2 separate regions of the Bicyclus anynana genome follow, and region 1 is linked to region 2. A link is a contact called in public Hi-C data. All regions are on one chromosome and are shown on one strand. The core of a region is the stretch at or near the end of the contact, and the rest is flanking DNA. Distances in the headings are between cores, read along the strand shown.

What was found. A called contact is a pair of places that touch in the nucleus more often than the background predicts.
Region 1: a Hi-C map of whole body shows a contact between it and region 2, with 2.6 times the contacts expected there. The contact joins two enhancer-like sites. A contact is called at or near these places in 2 of 2 Hi-C or Micro-C datasets (whole body and whole larva).

Annotation. Positions count from the first base shown.
Region 1 is chr19:4,757,646-4,763,820 of ilBicAnyn1.1, forward strand. It overlaps LOC112045235 (probable ATP-dependent RNA helicase DDX46), which reads right to left. Exons shown (of 18, transcript XM_024081340.2): 6 at 5,948-6,077; 7 at 4,731-4,900; 8 at 3,846-4,060; 9 at 3,110-3,344; 10 at 2,205-2,366; 11 at 1,633-1,752; 12 at 757-964. Among protein-coding and RNA genes, the nearest start is that of LOC112045235, 6.2 kb to the right of the region's middle. Within about 2 kb of position 2,271, at least 6 of the 8 cell types and tissues checked have open chromatin away from gene starts, as enhancers often do.
Region 2 is chr19:4,551,551-4,558,423 of ilBicAnyn1.1, forward strand. No RefSeq gene overlaps it. Among protein-coding and RNA genes, the nearest start is that of LOC112045265, 28 kb to the right of the region's middle. Within about 2 kb of position 4,116, at least 8 of the 8 cell types and tissues checked have open chromatin away from gene starts, as enhancers often do.

The DNA.
Region 1 (6,175 bases), core at 1,021-3,520, 200 kb after region 2:
CTTCTTGACAGTCGTTTGAAACCAATGTAAATAATCACAAAATAGTTTCACGAAGTTATGGCAAAATAAGTTATTTAAAACTAATAATTAAATTTAATTTCGCAAAATTTTTTTATGGAGGCAGTACACACTTTCACAAATTTTATAAATGTCACGCAAATATGTCCCCTCTGTACACGAACAGAAGCTGAAATAAAAATTGATCAGTTTTAGTAAGGTTTTCTATATTTCCGTCTCTAAAATATCTATGTAAAAATACAATACAGATATGTAAATCACAGCATATTAAAATAAGAGTGTAAATGTAATCAGCCTAATAAATAATCTAATATTAATAAGCACATATTGCTTTTGATGACTAAGTTATGTAATTTGCCCATCTACTATGTCGCTTTCGGCGACTAAGTTACATAGTTTGCCTATAGATGACGCTTTCGACGACTCAGTTGTATAGTTTGCCTCTAGATGTCGCTTTCGGCGACTCAGTTATGTAGTTTGCTTGTAGAAGACGCATTCGACGACTCACTTCTGTAGTTTACCTATAGATGTCACTTTTGGACGATTAAGTTACATAAAATGGCTATAGATGTCGCTTCCGACGGCTCAGTCGCGTAGTTTGCCCATAGATGTCGCTTTCCAGTACTTAGTTATGTGATTTGCCTATAGATGTCGCTTTCGATGACTCGTTTATGTAATTTGTTTAGAATATCGCTTTCCAATTAACTAATTATGTACTTCAAAACAATAACGACTTACCCCCATGTAAACTCATGCAAGAATACGACGCCTTCATCAGATCCTTGAGGAGGCTGTCAGCGTTTTCCTGTTTGTCAACAAAGACAATGATACTGCCCATCTGACTGTACAGCCCCAACAGTTCTAGAAGCTTAAAGAACTTCGCGTCATCTTCTAATATGGCCACGTGTTGTTCTACTTCCTTGCACACTACGCTGCGGCCACCCACCTACAATAAAATATTGTACTAATTTGAATCATCTTTGAACTAAAAAGTTAGTACCTAGTTAGCTAAAAACTAGTAGTATAAACTAAGTAAACTTGCTCAAACTTAAAACTTAAAGTTAGCAAAATTCAAATAAATATATTTTTGGACCACAAAGTATTTTTTTTTTCAAGGAGTAAAGAACCTTATATATAAATATATAGAAATGAAATGCTGTTAGTTAGTCAACTCGAGAAACTCGAGAAAAGCTGAACGGATTTATCTTATCTTGGTCTTGAAATGTTTGTTGGGGTTTAGGAGTAGGAAAGAATAAGCGAAGCTAGTGAAAATATTTGTTTTTTAGGTTGGAATTTCCTTAATATCCAATTTTAATGGAGGTTTCGTCTATTAGCCTATGACCCACTTCCTTGTGGTGGACCATTCATATACAATAAAAGGTTTCCTTATCAAGGCCCTTTATAAGAGAGAGGATTTGGAGCCTACATTGTAGAAGGAAAAACGTAGTCTAGTATTTATTATTGCTTCAGATGTTTATGGTTATGTGCCGTGCTGACCAAGGATTCTACGGGAGGTTGTTTAGTTCTGTGCAAGTCACACCTAAGTCGGCCGATGTCCATGGGGACTTTTCCTCCACGCACAAAAAAACAAACAGGTCTTTGTCTATGGTGTACCTGAACTTCAATAGGTTTCTGCAGAATTCGCCTCGCGAGCGCTTCCATCTGCCGCGGGAAGGTAGCACTGAACATCACGGTTTGTCGGTCGGGTCGCACGTTGTCGATTATCTTCATCACCTAATTAAACAAAACGTTACACATTTAACGTTATTATGTAACTCGGTTTACGATTCAAGTAATCTGTAACTATATCGTTTTTCATCGTATTTTGCAATCATCTAACATTGTGTTTTCAACGAAATGACACAATAAAAAATCATGTGAGATGATCATAGAAACAAAATAACGGTACCACTTAATGAAAAATGGTGCATTTAAGGTTATTTTTTTAAAATTTGAACGGTACACCGAGATACATAATGGGCCTGCAGTTCGGTTCAATGTCGTTGGTCCACCAAGTAGGGATTCAATCCTATACAGTTCATTGATATCTAAATATATAAAAGTCACTGAAATATCGAGAACCGCTAGACGTATAAAGATAAAAGGCAGTGAGGTAGTTTAGAGTTAATAGATGTCCGTTGAGAAAGGATTATGCAGAACTATTGAATAGTAGGTTCACCGCTGACCTGCGGCTCAAAGCCCATGTCGAACATGCGGTCGGCTTCGTCCAGCACGATGTAGGTGACACGGCGCAGGTTGGTGACGCGGCCCGAGTTGGCGGCCAGCATGTCGATCATGCGACCAGGCGTACACACTATCATCTCGGCGCCGCGCTTCAGCTCCGCTATCTATGACGAAATATATTATGTATCCATTGACCTCTACGGTGCAAGTGGAAGGACATAAGAGGAGAGGAAGGCAAAACGAAGAGATGGTTGGATTGTGTTAAAGAGGACATGTGTGTAAAAGAAGTGGAAGGCAAAAGGAGAGATGGTTGGATTGTGTTAAAGAGGACATGTGTGTAAAAGGAGTGGATGATGAGTTGACGAGTAACAGAGACGAATGCAAAAGATTGACATATTTTTCCTACCCCACTTAAGTGGGATAAAGGTAACACGATGATGATGACCTCTTATAATAAAAGGATGCACAATCATGTAGAAAAATTCACTTAAAAACTGGCCAATTTTGCTTTGACAGTTTTAATTATTGGTTAAGAAAATTATACCTAAAGGTCTTTAAATATGATCGAATATTCAATAAAATTCCAAATTCAGAGCAAATTCAACCTTAAGGATTGAGTTTTAGTTTTTACTCTTTCCTTCAAGAAATTCTCACCCCTGGAGTTACGCCTCTAAGCGTCGAGAGCATATTAAGGGATGATTTTTATTGGACTGGGCCTTGTCAGGGTTGGCTAAGGCAGTAACTACCATGGTTAAAACCAGTCCCATGATTATCATAGAATAGTGATTGTTACCTAATTGATCGTTATCAACATAGTCCTGCCATTGGAACAGTTTAAATAATGGAGTTTTAAAGTAAGAGCCAGCTCTTCAGACCTGAACATAAAATAGGAAACAATTAGACATACCTGTTCTGATATCCCAGTGCCTCCATAAACGCAAACAACGCGCAATCCTAGCGATTTGGCAAACTTCTTGATATCCTTCCCGATCTGCATACACAACTCTCTTGTTGGTGTCATTATAAGAGATATTGGTCCGTCAGTGTCCTCTAAGGGCTGTTGGTCCAGGACATGCCGGAACATTGGCAGGATGAAGGCCAGAGTTTTGCCTGAACCAGTTTTTGCTATACCAATGAGATCTCTGTAAAAAAAGAATGCATTTTTAGCATTTGAGTAAGTAATTTAAAAAAATCAAGCCAACATCTTCTTCCCTTTGAAGTTAGTTTTTAAATTACTTTTATGGTTTTTTTTTCATTTATATTGTATTTTAACTTTAGACTAGGCTCTAATCTGACTTATAGACTTTGAGACAGGATCCACGAATTTCAGGGTTATGTAGTTGGTTTGGCGCTTAGGAATCGACAAATTTTGTAGACATAGAGCTTCATTTATTTATACTGATCTAACAGGTGATTATAACTAATCGAAAAACATCAATTTTTTACTGTGGTGGAGTGTGGAATCAATTTTTTACAGGAACATTGGAAAAAATTGTCTCAGCTAAAATACGAAAACGCTCGCTTGTATTTTTTTTTGCATGAGCGATTTAAGTTAAAAAATTATATGAAAATTTTTATGGCACATTCCCTGGGTCAACTAGCACTATGTCTATGTATTATAATAACCAATGTGTAATATTTACCTTCCTGACATAATAGCGGGGATGGCTTGCGCCTGGATTGGCGTAGGTTTCTCAAAGCCAAGCTTCTTCAGTATCTCAAGCTCTTTCTTGCTGATCCCACAATGCGCCCATGATTTGATAGGTTTTGGACAACCCTTGCCCTTCACGCGAATGCCTTCTAGCTCGGTCCTGTACGCTTCTACCTCTTCTGGGGTCATTCGTGATAGCTCGCTTACCTGATACAGACAAAAACATAGTTATTATCAGACTATTTTAATAGCCTACTACGAGGTCAGACCTTACAGAAGGGATATGGAGACCTCAGACCTACCCACCAAAAAAGAAAAACCTATAGAGTCTTAGTCTTAGTCTTAGTCTTAGTTTTCCCACAGGGGTGAAAATATGTCCGAAAAAGGGTGCCCTATCTTGCGGAGGACAAATCCAAGCCCAAGTATATCAATTTAACTTAAATAAATATGAAAGTTAATTATAGTGATTTTTAAATTGGCTATGTAATACTAATAACTAACCATTTATTGTAATGAAATTTTAACTGTTATTCAATCTACTAGGTCAGTTGGTGAATTAATGAAAATGTTGAATTTATTTAAAGTGATCAATGTTTTTTATGTTTTTTATGTTATGTTATGTTATGTATAGGCTTGCTTGATGAGGTCTAAGATGTATTGTGCTTGCCTAGAAGATGCCTGTTCACTCTTTCCTAAATGATATTTATCATTTAGGAAAGAGTGAATAAGTAGAAGTAGAAAAGGGTCATTTTTCATCATCATCATTATCAGCCGATGGACGTTCACAGCTGGACATAGGCCTCTTGTATGGAATTCCAAGCACAACAGTCTCGAGCCGCCAGTTTAGGGTAAATAATTGTAAATACTTATCATATACCTCTGTGTAGAAAGCTTTTCTAAACGGCATGTAAATCAAGCTGGCGTGGTCCACTTTAGCAAGATCTTTCTTCTGTTTCGAAGCGAGGTTCGCTGCCGCGTCTTTAATGTCCTCGGTTTCTTCCTCTGACGAATATTCCAATCCATCCTGGTTTTGTTCTATTAATTCACCTATAACATAAGTAATTAATTATACTTTAAATTCATTAATTCTTACATTACTTTACGCCATTTCATTTATGAGTAATTGCCGCGAAATACGTCGAATCCAAGTGGCAATACCAGACACTCTATAACTCCCAGTAAGTACATATCAAAGCTGAAGAAGTTGGTTCTACAATGTTCAATTGCAAACACTCATACACTTCTCTGATAGATGGACATATTATTCATTGATTATCAATAATAAACATATAGACAGAAAACAGATAAAAGATATTTTTGGCCTTTTTACCCAACTCTGTTAGAAGGAGGCTTATATTTTTGTATGTCTGTGGTTCAATTAGCTATATTAAAAGTACAATAAAAGTTCTACAATTATGCTATTATCTAGATTAATTTATTGACTAAATTTTATCTATGTTTGTATTGTTACTTTTGCCAGGTCATCACTTACCCTGTGGACTCGCTCCAAACCTGTATGGGAAAAGAAGTTGCCATGCCTAGCCTAGTTAGAAACCTTATGCAATGATGTGCATGTCATTTAGGGTTGCCAGCCATAGTACAATACTATAATATATAGTATTGTACTATATTTCGGGTTTGCGTACTATATACCGTTGAAGAATGTAATAATAGTACCCAAAGATACTGCATTTTCAACAACTTCATGAACTTTAAATGTTATAAACATTATCATCGAATCCGAACCTGTCTATCTTAACGAATTCCGAACTTGAAATTAACAATCAAAAAATGAGCTTGAAAAATGTGTAAAAGCATAAAATATATCTTATTTACTTAAGATGAAAATTCTTGAAAAATACAGTAGTAGGTGATTGTAAATAAATAGTTTTTAGAAAAACAAACGAGTTTTATCGCTTATTTCGTAAAAAACTGTATTTTCTTTGAGCATACTATATTTTTTTGTGGCTAAATCTGAAATATACTGTATTTTATTTTTAATATTTTTCTCAAGAAATGATGGCAACCCTAATACCATTGGATGTTGACATGCTTACTAGTTGCTCTTGTTATTTAATAAACATAAAAGTTTACCTTTATTTTTCTGTTCAGTAACTTTCTTCTTAGCAGTGCCAGTAAGTATCACAACGCCGGTGCCCCCGCCAGTGGACGGCACACTTATGATGCCTCGCGCCTGGTCTAATTCGTTCACTTTTCTGACTTCCTACAAAAATAACCCAATACTGAACAACGGCTCTCCATTCTGCCTAAGTACTAATAAAGTATTCAGAGTCACACAGCGGGCGATGGAACGAGCTATGT
Region 2 (6,873 bases), core at 2,866-5,365:
ATAAAATAGTGAGTTTTCTTTAAGAAGTTACCATTGGTCGTACAGTGGAATTCATAGACGTAGGGGCACTCCTAGGGGACCATTCACCCGCTGAGTGTCAGAGGCGAGCGCTTGGTTGAAATCGTGCTTGACAGTAAACGATTTGCAGCCTATGGTGGAATTCGCTTGCCTAGAAGATACCTACTCACTCTTGATTTGAATATACCCATGCTGTAGGTGGGAAAACGGATGCTGGAAGCGCATGGATGCAGACCGATGCCTGACAGTTCTATAGTAAAAAGGTAAAGATGGAACTAGATCGAAAAGTTCCTAAGCACTTTCTGAAATAGATCCTGTAAAAAACAGGCAGTCAGGCAACTTTTCGGCGATGCTTCAACGATTGCAATTTAGCACTAGTTATCGCCTCGCTACCGATGAGAGGATGATGAATCATATACATATTTTATTTGTTATTGAGTGTAATCCATTTCTGCACTATAATTCATAAAAATTGCTGCATCTAGTTAGGGTTAAAAACGTAACAAACAAGGCTCTAATTGCAATATTAACAACACTAGTTGCAAAGTTACACTTGAATGAATGAATGAATTAAATATACTTTATTGTACACCAAAAATAATAACAGGCACGAAACTAACTTAAAAACTAATGTTCAATTGACGGCCTTATCGCTAATGAGCGATCTCTTCCAGACAACCAATCGAAAAAGAGAAAATACAAGGAATAATGCATAATGACACTTCTATTTTTCATGAAAATACGTTTGGTTTAGTAATTTAAGCGTGAAAACGTAACACAAAAACAAACTCACTTTCGTATAATATAAGTATGAATTAGAACAGTATTGTTTTGATCTTTGTCTCTAGTTAATTGAGTCCATAGTTGTGTCAATAGACGTCTGCGGCCCGAACTGCGTCGTGATTCAAGTCTCAACGAGACAGATGGCGAATCTTCATGCGGGACGGGTATTCAATGGAACGGGCGCGACGACAGAAACTTGTGGATAAGGATTAAGTAGGTACTTTTCGTTTTTTTTCCTTATATCTGACAAACTTTACGTCTTATAAAGACTTTGTGGGTTTGTGGAGGTAAGATTTCAAATGCGTGTCAATCAATAGAAATAAAGACTATTTAGAAAGCAACGTTATTTGTGAGTGTCTCACAGGCTTATATTATATTTCTGTGTTTTCACAGAAAGTTCCACTATGGTACTCGAGTAACTGATAACTGATTAAACAGCATTTTAATGCTATTTAAAAGATGTACCTAATACAGAAACACAAAACGGCATTTTGAAAATAACTTTAAAATACATTAGTTTCAGATTATTAATTAAGTATTATTTTCAAACTAACAATATATTTTAAATTTCTAACTACATATATTTTTAGAAAATAACCAAAATTTTCCTAACTATTGATTATGGTCCTATTAGTTTGAGGAGTCCACGGCAATAGTCTAACGCCAGACTTAAAACCCAGAAGTCATAAATTAGATCCTGTCGCTGTCGCTGTTTTGGAGTATTGTATCTAGCATTGACACAGACTTTACGGAGAATTTGAGAAGAACGGGAACGCTTAAAAAATATAAATGCCTATTGTATTTTTTTCATTAGAATGGAATGGAATAATAACCATGTTGGGCAGTAGCTGATACTCCTTATTATCCGCGTAAATCCCATTCCCGTGGAAATACGCGGATAAAATTGCCTATGATACTCATAAATAACGTGGCTGTCTATCTGTAAAAGTATATCGGCGGAACGGACTTCTGATAACGGAGAAGCCGTAGCCTCGTATTTAAAATAAGTTTAGTAGATCCAGAGATTACCTACCCCCTACACAGTTACAAACTTCTTTACAAAATTAGTATAGATTAAAAAAATCATATGCCTAAGATTGTGTAGAAGTGATAACTTCATAAAAGAGGGTAAACCGCTTGTTAACGTAACGCGTTACATTTACGTCAGCACGTTTGACCCTTGCACAAGCATACTTTGACCTGATTTTACGCCTACAGACAATATTAAAACTTTCTATGTTGCTGCTTCACACCTCTTCGACAATAGAGAATTCTCAATTAAATTCAATAATTAATTAGATTCAATTAATTAAGACAATTAGTTAAAATTATCACTTTTGTCGAGCGTCTTAAGACGTGCATGTTTTATTTTTTTAAAGAAAAGTTAATTTCGCGAGTATAGACTGGCGTATCCACAGTAAGCTGTCTTAGCGCTGGCATGTGCTCAAGAAACTATATCCCTCGGTGAAGATATCCAGGGGGAGCGCGTTCCCACGGCCGCGGTACACGTGGCGTGCCAATATTCGTTTTTTAACCTCATTTCATTTACAAGAAAAAATATTATTAAAGCTATTAGAAGCTTTAAGGAAAACGTAATATATAAAGTTAAATATATCTACTTTAAACTTATAATAATACAATTAAATATAAATAAATTGCACATCCTATTAATATTTTAAACGCGAAAGTTTGTATGGATGTTTGGATGTATGTTTGTTTGGATGTTTGTTCCTCTTTAACTGAAGCGATTTGGCTGAAATTTTGAATGGAAATAGATTTTACTTTAGATTAACACATAGGCTAAATAAATGCATGGTTTCCCGAGATTTGCGAAAACTGATGATTTTGATGATATGAATGTTTGTTACTCTTTCACGCCTCGACTACTGAACCGAATTGGCTGAAATTTGGAACTGAGATATATTATAGCCTGGATTAACACATAGGCCTCTTTTTATCCAGGAAAAATCCATGGTTTTCGAGGGATTTGTTACAAACTAAAATCCATACGGACGATCGATAGAATCGCGCACGGGCGGATGAAAGTATATTAACATTTTAAAAAACTTCTATTGAAGTTCATTATATTGTCTATGTATAATTAATAATATTAGTATGAATTGCAGTAAAGTAGTGTCGATATAAAGTTAGGATACTTTATATTAAAATACGAAAGTGTGTCTGTTCGTTACGTTTTCAAGCCTAAACCACTAAATCGATATTAAAAGTTCTTTCACTAATAGAAAGCAGCGTTACCAGAGTAATAAAGGCTTTATTATATCAGTAAAGTAGAAACAGTGGAGCGTCCGCTAATAATAAAAAATATGAGTATCAATTAAGGAGTTTTATTGGCGATTGATACCAACTAAAGCTACTAAAACAATTGCATAACATAAATATTGCTTATTGAATAAAACAATATTTAATGCATTGTTTAAGATAATCTAGATTAGTTAAATAAAATCCTAATACATAGTACCCTAGGCATACTCGCATTTAGATGATTTTTTTAAGGTATGTTACCAACAGTGTTAACAGAGTTACCAACAGTGTTACAGAGTTGTAAACAACAGAATTTCTTGCAAACGGAGTCACGGGCGCACACTAGTCACGATATAAATGTAAATAAAATAAAAAATTTACGATTTCTGCATTACAAGCCTTTTAACTGTTTATCAAAAGTAATAAAAACGTAGAAAATAGCAAAGAATATCTCATCTATATCTTATACAACCACCATTAGCCGAAAAACAATTCTTGCATAAAAAATGTTTATGCAACGTATAAGATTTACAATTGCAATTGTAAATCTTAATAGATTTACAATTACACAGATATTTAATATCTAATAGCTATTACCTATTCAACCAACTTCGAAAGTACCAAGATTAATTAATAACACATAAAACTACCTATCTAGATAACTTAAAAAAATCCAAGTTGCCCACATCTCTTCTAACGGTAAGTACTAGGTAGGTACATCGAAGCAACCTAAAACTTTTTTTGGCAACAAAACAATTTCTGTGCCTCAACAACCCCATTAAAATGCGTATCAAAGCCTTAAAACCTTCGTTTAACTGACATTGACCAACCACGTGTCCTTTATAAAGAGCTATTATTAACGTCAAGAGATGGTAGCTAGCGTGCGCGTTCATAATTGTATTAATCATTCAACGCGACCGGCAGACGTCGATTTTCTTCAACAGCGAGCTCTTGTTTGTTTTTTTCGTAAGGAAGTCAGCTCAGAAGGTGAACCGTGGGAACGGCGGGCGGGTGCACTTCCCAAAACATCGACGCACGGCAGCGAGTCCGACGTGCGCCGGCCGGAACGAGACGAAACATTCACCAACTTACGCGTTAGAGCGGGACGGGGGACATGACGTGTGCGCGCCAAGCGACAGCTACAATCGCGTGATCATCTACAAGAAATAATAAAACGGCAATAAAAGAAACACGAGAACGTAACCGTAGCGTGTGCGAGCGGGACGGGCGACAGTGGCTAGGGTTGGCAATTTTTTTTTTCTGAAAAATAATGTTTTTCAGTTTTAACTATAAAAATATAGTACACTTAATTTATGGAATAATCAAAAATTCGACATTTATTAAAAAAAATACTATATTTATTTACACTTGTTGCATTATTCAAGGTATAATTGTTTAAAATGAGAGTGTCATAATTATCATTTTGCACATTAAATTTTAAATAAAATTTTGGAAACTGAAAGTTATTTTTTTTAATTTGTTCGTTTAAAGTTTGGAACTCAATAAGATAGACAAGTTTGGAGCTACTCTTAGATGCATCTGTGAAAATCTAATTTTCATAAAGTTTTAAAATAAAAAATGTTAGTGTTGAAAACTACTACTACTATTCTTCTACTAGTACTCTATTTCTTCAAAAGTATATAGTACGCAGACTCATAATATAGTACAATACTATGTATCATAGTACGGTTGACATCCCTATCAGTGGCCAGCGACTGCGCGCGCCACTCGACTTGCCGACGAATTTCAAAGATCAATGATCCGATCGATAAGAGCGAGCGACAAATACACTGAGAGAGATAAACATACAGAGAACTGTGCGACAAAGCGAGATAGAGCGATGTTTGGCTCGTGGCAGTTTATGCGACGATGCAATAAAAGAGGGCGCTGTATACATTTCAGCGGGTGTTTAAAAAGCTTCAGCCCATTGTGTAAGTCTGAGTTTAATAACAATGCGTATTGAATAGCGTTAATATGAATATTACAAACATTTGTGAGTTTGCTAAATATTATGGAAATTAAGAGATTGCTGATAAAGTATATAACTACTCCTATAAATGTATTACATTTTATACCATAGTTTAATGTTTTTCGATTTTATTTTCTATGCCATAATTAATAATTTATTGATAAATTCATAATGAAACAAAAACTCGAATTGTTTATGGTTATAATTTAAATATTTGTAAGTAGGAGTTCATTTTTCACTTTTCAGCGTATTCGACACGCTAGCGCCGGCGGACGGAGTTGGAAACACTTTTTGTTCGATACTGTGAAACTAGATGGCGTTAGTAGTTTGTAAAAAGCTCTATTGCGTTTTAAGTTCTAGTAAAGTAGATTAGCAAAAGTTTTGTTTTACTTACAATAATAGACACAACAACATTAGATGCATGAACAAAGCATATATGAATAATTGAAAATTTTGTATGGGGCGTTTTTGAAGGATCCGAGGCAGCGCCGCAAATCTGACCCCTTAAATCCTTGTAGCTCCGAAAGTAATAATCGCAGATACCCTGTTACTTTTATAAAATTGCTTTAATAGTAGAAGAGGAACGGGAGTATTTGTCATATTTAAACGATAGTCTTAATTAAAGTACCTAATCATTAAATCAGCTACCAGTATGCATTTTCATAAAATGTTGAAAGAGTTTTCATTATTCAAATTATAGGTATCGGTAGGTAGGTTTGGACAAATCACCGAATAATACAAAACACTATTAAAAAGTTCTGAAAATTATAATAAATTAATTATTATTTTTATTTATCTCTCATTTATTTATTTGTACCTACTTATTTTTTTTTTTTAATTTTAACAATGTTACAAATACAAAATATCTAATACAAAACACTATTTAAAAATTTATTTACGCGGGACATTTGAATGCCCAAGCAACCGGTGGTCAGGGCTTTAGAGTGAAGGAACCTCATCACAATATGCGCCGTCTTAAGAATAACTGCCTTCTGTATCAGACTCTTGATCCAACAGTTAATAGCTTCTTAAGGTGTTGGTCGAAGCTTTTCGCTATAAGACCATTGACTGAAACAACTATCGGAACAATAACAGTTGACTCAACATTCCACATGGCGGTAATCTCGTGAGCAAAATCCAAGTACTTTGATACTTTCTCCTTTACCTTTTCAGCTTTAACCATTATCATTACTTACAGTAATTATAATTATTGTTTGTACCTTAACATACCTAATCTAATGTAAATATATTAAAGGTTAAGTGTCTCTATAATTAACCCGAGATCATCCTGATACCGGTATCTATCACAGGAAACTGGCATCACAGACGCGACAGTGATAACATTTAGATGGACATCATGATACATCGATCATGTTTATATATCTGATACAGCAGAGTAGGTACGCAGAACGTGCTAAGAACACGTTGTCAGCAAAGATTTTCTACTGTTATAGATATGTTTCGTGTCAACAAAATCCCCGCAAAAGTAGATTTTGGTTTAGCTACTCCACTTGCACTGAAAGCACACTTGCACATTATTCTGTGTTTATTTATGTACATTATATACTTGTGTAAATAGTTTTAACACTTCCTGAACCTAACTTAAGACAATTAGCAACCTTTGTGCGCCTCAGTTTCGATTCGCTAATGACATATCCAATAGTATAATGTCTTTGACTAACGTGCTAAGCCTTATTTGCCTGTAATTTCATCGGTAACCTTCAGCCCAGTACCTAGTGCACCTCATAAATGCAAAAATGTACCTACTTAGGACCCATTACGAACCAATACTGTAGCAGGAATTACCCATTTTGTACGACTTTTACATATAGTGCGTACCT